2 separate regions of the Mus musculus genome follow, and region 1 is linked to region 2. The links are chromatin contacts, called in public Hi-C maps. All regions are on one chromosome and are shown on one strand. The core of a region is the stretch at or near the end of the contact, and the rest is flanking DNA. Distances in the headings are between cores, read along the strand shown. Region 1 overlaps Ralyl (RALY RNA binding protein-like). Region 2 holds the start of Ralyl (RALY RNA binding protein-like).

What was found. Hi-C and Micro-C count contacts between places; a contact is called where the count stands out from the background.
Region 1: a Hi-C map of cerebellum shows a contact between it and region 2, with 2.4 times the contacts expected there. The contact joins the enhancer-like site here to the promoter of Ralyl in region 2. A contact is called at or near these places in 5 of 484 Hi-C or Micro-C datasets (brain, cerebellar granule neurons, cerebellum and 2 more) and 1 of 9 other capture datasets (pancreatic islet).

The regions. Positions count from the first base shown.
Region 1 is chr3:13,555,336-13,559,229 of GRCm38.p6, reverse strand. The region is part of intron 1 of Ralyl (RALY RNA binding protein-like); the gene reads right to left. Among named protein-coding and RNA genes, the nearest start is that of Gm2464, 85 kb to the right of the region's middle. Within about 2 kb of position 1,334, at least 3 of the 459 cell types and tissues checked have an H3K27ac peak or open chromatin away from gene starts, as enhancers often do. A contact at or near this core is called in cerebellar granule neurons and cerebellum, where this site is marked.
Region 2 is chr3:13,470,190-13,473,835 of GRCm38.p6, reverse strand. It overlaps Ralyl (RALY RNA binding protein-like), which reads right to left and starts at 2,181. Exons shown (of 9, transcript NM_001357033.1): 1 at 1,044-2,181. Gm2464 (a long non-coding RNA gene) reads left to right here and starts at 2,007. Exons shown (of 2, transcript XR_003954437.1): 1 at 2,007-2,439; 2 at 2,954-3,397.

The DNA of each region.
Region 1 (3,894 bases), core at 85-2,584, 86 kb before region 2:
AAGTTAATGGGCAATAATATTCTATCTCTGACAGCATGCCATTTTAATTCAAAACAAACAAACAAACGAGCAAACAAACAAAACCTTAAACCTGATAACTGAATTGAAAGCCAAATAACAGACATTTAGGTAACATAGACTTAAATCAAACAGCAAATAATATATGTTACATGTTGCAATAACAAAAAATGGATAATAATAATGAAAATAACTATCTACTTTTAACTCCATCTGTATTAATGTCAGGGCTCCTTCTCGACACAGCTGTGAAAAAGTCCCACTATGACGTCTCTTGAATAAGCAACTGCATATTAAAGCATTCACCATGTCATGTCAAGAGTGGCCACCAGTCCATAAATTCTAAATTAATTTTAAATTTATCTGTGTTCAAAAATCTAATGTGGATCTGATTATGAAGTATACTCCTCTGTATTTTTTTATTTATTGATGTTTCAATACACTGAGTTCAGTCAGTGTTGAACAGTATCTGAAGTCAAGAAACTAGAATCAGGTCATTTGTGCAGGGCTGGGTGATGTGTAAGAATTGTTTGGAGACTAAAGGCAATGGAATATGCTTAAATTTTTAAATTATTGTGTGCCTATTTGTATTTGAGCTTCTCAAGGCCTCCTGAAACAGTACAATCTTCTCAGTGCTGGATAATTTAAATTGCATTCCAGAGTAAGGAAATCCTCACATAGAAAAAACACTAATATTCAGAAGAATACTTGATTCATGGGATATGTTCATTAAATTGAGCATGGTGGTTCATGCCTGAATGAAATTCTAGCATTCAGAAGACTGAGACAGTAGAGATGGCACAAGTTCAAGGTTAGCTGGGGTATGAATTAATTTTCAGGACACTGTGGATGAAAAAAGTTCTCCGTAACTATTTGGGTGTTACCTGTTATAAAAGCAGTTCTGTGCACAGCCCAAACTATAGAGCAGTGAGCTATCCAAGGTGTCTCAGTGCCAGCAGAATGTAGTTAAGCAATGAAAGTGTAAGTAAAACGTGCATAACCTAAGTAAGAGTGACAGCCACATGTCCACCATCTCCAGCAGGGCTTCCAGGTGTAGTAGACTTCAAAGGTTCACAAGCTACAAAGACACATATTTTGTGGGACCCAGTGCTGGCAATGCAGTGAAGGTATTTTCTGGAATTCTCGGTGGTGTAATCACTTAGGCCTAAAGCTCAAAACAACAGGATGGAGATTTTCTTTCTTATAAAACAAAAAGAATGATTTCCTTGGCAGCATCACAAGGATGCTCATTGCTCTTCCCAGTGAGATCCTGAAGACCTGCTGTGGAGCAGGTTACACACACACAATCTTGTACTTAAGGCTCTCCTCTTCCTATCTCAGCTGTGACCCTGAATGCAGATCAGACAGATAGGAGTCCCTTTGTCTCTCAAGTCAATCGAAGAAAGAGGCATTTTCCTACTGAGACTGTAATTTGATTTCACTAGGAATTCTCAATCTCTGTTCAGGAAGAGGAATGAAAAACAAAGGGTCAAACACCCGTTGCCACAAGCCAGCCAGATTTGTCTGACATAACTTTGAAGTCTAGGATGGGTGGATGTTTCAGATTCCCACCTTCAAAAATAGAAAGGAAAACGATATGGCGGAGATTTTTCTGACAAAAAATCATCGCACCGGCCTTACTCTCTTAAAAATCTGAAGTTTCCTCTTCATTGTTATTTGACGAATAGGAGTACAATCTAGGTGAAGCATTTCCTAATTTGGGAGGCACTAAAACAATGAGAAGCAGGGTTTGAAAAGGGGAACGGTGCCATGCCAGAGAGGAGTCTGTACATTGAAGTTGAGAGGACAGAGAGGCAAAACCACGCTGGCAAAAATCCAGGAGGTATAATTAAGGGCTCTGAGTGAGCCAAGTTGGCTAGAGAAGAAGATTCCTGTGAAATATAATGGGATATGAAGCATAGTAAATGGAAGTTGAAACAAGGTAGCAGAGTACCTTGAAAGCTTCACCACAAAAAAAAGACTATAAATGTCAGAGAACCATTTAACGTTTTGACTCAGGAAAGCAACAAGATTAAAAAAAAAAAAAAAAGAAAAGAAAGAACAAAGAAAGAAAGAAAGAACAAAGAAAAAGAGAAAAAAGAAAAGAAAAAGAAGCCTTAAAAGATAATTTCCAAGTTGAGCGCAGACAAGAGGAGAAGGCAGAGGCAATCGGATTACTGAGTTCGAGGCCAGCCTGGTCTACAAAGTGAGTCCCAAGATACCTAGGGTTATACAGAGAAACCCTGTCTCAAATAAAATAAAATAAAATAAAATATCAGAACCAAAAACCAAAAAGAAAAAAAAGAACAAAATAACAACAACAAACAAAAATAAAAGCAAAACAGAAACAAAACAAAAAACAAACAAAACAAAACTAAAAACTAAAAACAAAAAAACAACAAAACCAGTAGAGGGGATGCTCATGCAAACTGAGAAATACAAATATGACCAGGCAAGAATCAGCACTGTACTTAGCAGAAAGGGAAGGTGGGACAATGTTGAACACCACCTAAAGATTGCAGTCTTTGATCTTAATGAAAAAATGAAATGTTAGCATACAGCGATTTAGAGATGACCTGGGGTGTAGTGCTGCTCCACCAGAGCAAGCTGGATCTACTAAAACTTGCCTGAAAAATGGACAAACTGCTAAAACTACACCAAGACCCTGGACAATGGAGAAGATGTGCTCAATCCTTCTATGATTCCTGTAAATGATGCTGGACTAAGACACAAAGTTGTATGCTTTTCTCTATGTGCACGAGCACAAAAGAATCAATCTCAAGTCTTCTTTAGCCCCCCCCCCCCAACCCCATCCTTTCTATTTCTCTTCTTGGTTCATCTCTCTAAATACTCTGTTTTAATCACCCTCAACTGGCTTTACTAAAGACTCCTTTCAGACAGTTTCCTGTTTTAGTTATATTTCTTGTTTTGGATGCAAAAGACTCCCCACCTAGAACTTTAATGTATGTTAGCAGAGTGTTACAACAGCACTCAAAATACAAAGAGGCAGCTTCTTCTTATCTTTACTTGGATCTAGATTCTTCTCTGCACATCTGTTGAAATCATACATTCCTGCTGTCCTGCTCCAACTGCTTCACGATTCTTTGTTACCTAATTTTGCACAAAGCCTCAGGATTAAGTCCTGATCTTTTGAATATGGAATTTATTACAAATTGGAAGTTTTTCTTCTTTTCTTTTATTAGAATAAAGTTTGATATAATAGAGAGAACTTAAATGGCCAAATTAGAAGGGAGCCAAGATGGAATATGTGTATTGCTGTCTAATTTACAGTGTCAATAATATTTTTTGAACTGTGGGTCAAATATATTTTGCTCAGTAGCACATTTCTCTTCCCAGGAGCTGATACAGAAGAGATGTTACACCAACATATTGTAACAACATCTCGTATCAGATCTAGAAAACTATGTGGAGATACCATTAACTTAGTGGCTTAAAAAACAAAAATAAATCAATACACAGCTGAGTTTGACATGGGTCTCAACAGGCTAAAATCAAAGTGTCACCTGGTTACCTCAGGGAGGGATTTATATCCCCATTTCTACAGGTTATTGGCACAGATCCTATGAACATAGGGCTGCACTGCTGCTCCCTGTAGTCGAGTTTTGAATGAGGGCTGGTTCAGCCTTTACACATTGCCTGTATCCTTCATCTGGAGATCCCTTCTTCTACTGCCAAAAGTAACAATGGTGGATTACATCTCTCACAGAAGTTTGAGGCTTTGCTGTCTTTCACATTATTCTGACCACTGCCGAAGCATTTACTGCTTTTCCCCTGACACACCTAATCTGGCCACCCAGATATGCTCAGGTAATTGCTCATTTTCAAAGCCCATGTGTGTAGCCATATTTTCAAATC
Region 2 (3,646 bases), core at 932-3,431:
ATCCATCTACTCAAATAGTTGTAGTCCCTCTCCAGAGGTTAATATTTAGTCTAAGCCTTTCCTATACTTATTTAGGATCTAAATTCTCCCACAGATTCTGTTACTGTGAAAAGTAGAGAAAAGATTTTTTTTTTTAATTGCCAGCCAGTGCATCTTTGAAAAGTACTGCTGGGTTTATGGAGACATGCAACAGGGCACTCAAACACTATAGATGACATTTCAACCCTCAGTACTTCAGCACTACATCAGTGGCCACCTTCAGTGGCCCTTTGCCCTACTCAGTCGTCGGCCTGGGGTAGGGGGCACCTATACAATCAGTATCTGGTGGTTAAAAATGAAACAGTCTATTTTTAAAGAAAGGATAATGTACCTTGTAGGCGTCGTCCCATTAAACCTAGTATGCACAGGTACAAGTGACCATTCCCTCTCCTCGGAAGACACCAGCAAGGGTTTAAAAGCAAAGCGACGCCGCCAGGAAAGCATGAGGGAGACAACACGGAAGACGTGAAGCTGCCGGAGCTAGCGGAGGCGGCTGGGAAGAACCCACTGCGCTGCTCCCGCGGGTCGCAGAGGCGAGAGAGCAGCGCTCAGTGACTGCTGCCATCCTAGACACCTCGAGCTCTGGCTGCCTGACCAGCCGCCAGCCTCCGGGCGGCAGCGGTCCCCGCCCCTTCACCCTCCATCTGCGCCCGGAGGACCGGATCACCGCACAGTCAGCGCCCCGCGGGGCCCTAGGCTTCCGGCGCTGCGGGTGGCTAAGGCCAACTTGCTGGACCGCCGGCTGTGCTCTGGTTCCCCTGCAGCCACCCAAACCTAGGCGCCACCAGGGGACGGGGTGTTCGCATCTTCAAAACCATCGCGGCCCAGAGAGCACTTTTGTTCTGGCTTCCGGCGCGGCTTTCCCCATTGCGGGCTCGGACACAGCCCAGAACCGGCGCGCACACGCGCACACACCCTCGCACACGCACACACGCGCGCACACAGACTTCTTGGCCAGCGTTGCCATCACACACCCGGGGAACGCCACCGAGGGGGCCAAGTACCTGCTCTCTGCGAGCTGTTGTGCTGTTCACTTCATCCTCCGTTGACAAGGAAACCAAACCGCACTTCATTTTTTTTTCCAGAAAAACCTTCCACTGCCATCATTTGAAAATTGATTTACGGGGAGGGGAGAAGGAGGAAGAAGGGATAATATAGATATCAGGATATCTATCATAAAATTATCTCGGGTTTTTTAAATAAAAAAGTCAAATATGCAAAAGTAATAGTTAATGTAAAGGAGGAAAAAAAGCAACTGCTTAAAAATAATCCCTTTAACTAGCTGCAAGAAAAGTTTCATGTTATCAACTGATATCAAAAACAGGAGGGGAAAAAACGAAATATTTCTCACAGGCTTCCAAAAAGGTCATAAAAATGCAAAATTAATGTCTTTGCTCAGTGGTGCGAATCGAATTGCAAGACGACAAACTTGTGAACACTGCTGGAAAATCCCACCTACACAAAAATGCAATCGGAAAAAGAGTACGTAAAAAAGAGTTAGAAACATGCTTTCTTATCTTTACAAAGGGAAAAAAATAGGCACCATACTTCACAACGCTTTTTCCATAAAACCAGTTGCACATTTTGCTGGACTTGGGAGCCGCTCGCAGAGAGCACCGCTGCCGCGGACTCCCAGACACAGCGCCTTGTCTAGAGAACCATCGCATGCTAGGAAAACTTGATTGAGGAAAAGGCTTAAGACTATGCTCGTCAGCTTTCCCAAATACAAACAATAATCAAAGAAGTGGGAAGAAAAAGAAGAAGAAGAAGAAGAAAAAAAAAAAACAAAAACAAAAACAAAAAAAAGGAAAAAAAAAAGAATAGGACAAGAATGCCACTGAGTAGGTACTCACCGAGCGGGAGTAAAATGTTGGAATAAAAATGAGATTTAGGAAAATACAGTATGGCGGTGGAAGAAGGAATGAAGCGCGTTTTTTTCTCAGTCTCTGCCTCGGGCACTGACACGTGACTCGGAGCCAGGCGGACTTGCAGGCAGCGGGGCCACCGCGGCTGCTGGGCGACCTCGGAGCCCTCGAAGCCCTCTGAGCCGCTCGGGCGGGCGCGGCGGTGAGAGCCCGGCGAGGCGGCCTCCTCGGCGAGCCCGGACTAGCAGGTGCCGCTCACGCTGGGCTGAGCGCACGCACACGCACACGCAGACGGGCAGGGCGCGGGCTAGCGGGGACCGCGCGGGGCGGGCCGGAGGCGCGCAGCTGCCGCCGCCGCCGCCGCCGCCGCCGCCTCTGCCGCTGCTGGTACTGCCGCTGGTGCTGATGCTGCGGGCGCTCCGCCAAAGAAGAACAGCTCAGGGATGTTCAGCGGAGGCATCAGAGGGCACACAACTTGCTGCCCACTGCAAAGTTGCCGCTTGCCACTTCCTTATTATTCGGTTTTCATCTCCAGGTAGTTTCCTGCAGAGAGCTCTTGTCCCTCTCCCCAAGTTTCACTCTTTAAACCCGGTTTAACTCAATCATTTTATTCATTTGATCTTGGGGCTCCCATTTCTTCTAGATTGCTTTGCCCATGTCACTTCCTCCCCCAGGTCCGTTTTCCACCTTGTGGTTCTCTGAGAACCTGGATTCGTGCAGTGCGTTTTTTTTTTTTTTTTTTTTTTGGGGGGGGGGGCGTTGTCACTGCAAAGCCAACATTAATCCTTTTTTTCTTTTTTTGGCTGTCTTGGGGTGTTCCCCCATTCAAAAGATTTTAAAAAATCTTTTATTTGGAAAAATCCCATCCCAGATTTTCGTTTGCTTGTTGCATGATGCTGGGCGGGGTTGTGAACGTGGATAATTTATTCTTTCCTGGGCCAGGCATTGTTTGTTTTGTCTGCTTGAGCACCAGCTTTGACCTGTCTGGAAGGCTCTGTAGTCCAAGCTCCAGGCAGGGTCCTTCTCACTCTTGCAAGTTGTTTTCTCAGGCTGCAAGTCCAAGGAGAGGATCGAGGCAGACAAGTGAGTCCATTGTGTGAGTGTTTGCCCGGCAGCAGGCACCTGGCGACGGTCGAGAGGGGGAGATGTGCACCACTCACTAGAAGGCTGCCAAAGATCAGCTACAAGCCAGGCGGCTGAGCAGTGCTTTGGAAGGTGGAAGAAACAAGGAGTTCACCAAGCATCTGCTGAGGGATGCCTGTCCCTGGAACAAAGATGCCATCAGCCAATCACTGACTGCTTTGGGATTCTTCTACTGCTGCCTGTTGCAGAATCAGCTTTCTGGGCTCTGCAATGAATTAATTTTTCTTCATCTTTCATAAACTATTCTATCAAACCCGTTTCTCTGTATTGCTTTGAATGTGGTTTGCACTAAATTAGTTGCCAACGTCTGTATTATAAAATAAAAAATAAATACAGTTTGTTGTCTCTCATGTTGCTACTCTGATCTTTATGCCACTCTTTCCATCGTCCACGTTGAAAATAAAATCTCTGCTTTGGATGGAGTCTAACCTGGATAGTTTCAACATTGAAGTATGCATTCATTACGGAGGGCTCCAAAAGCAAATGCTTCTACAACATTCTTGGCAAAACTCATTGATCAAATAAAGTACTAAGTCACAATTTAGATAAGAGATATTTAAAATAGCCCTGAAAAATCATTAAATATGTGTCTTGGAAAA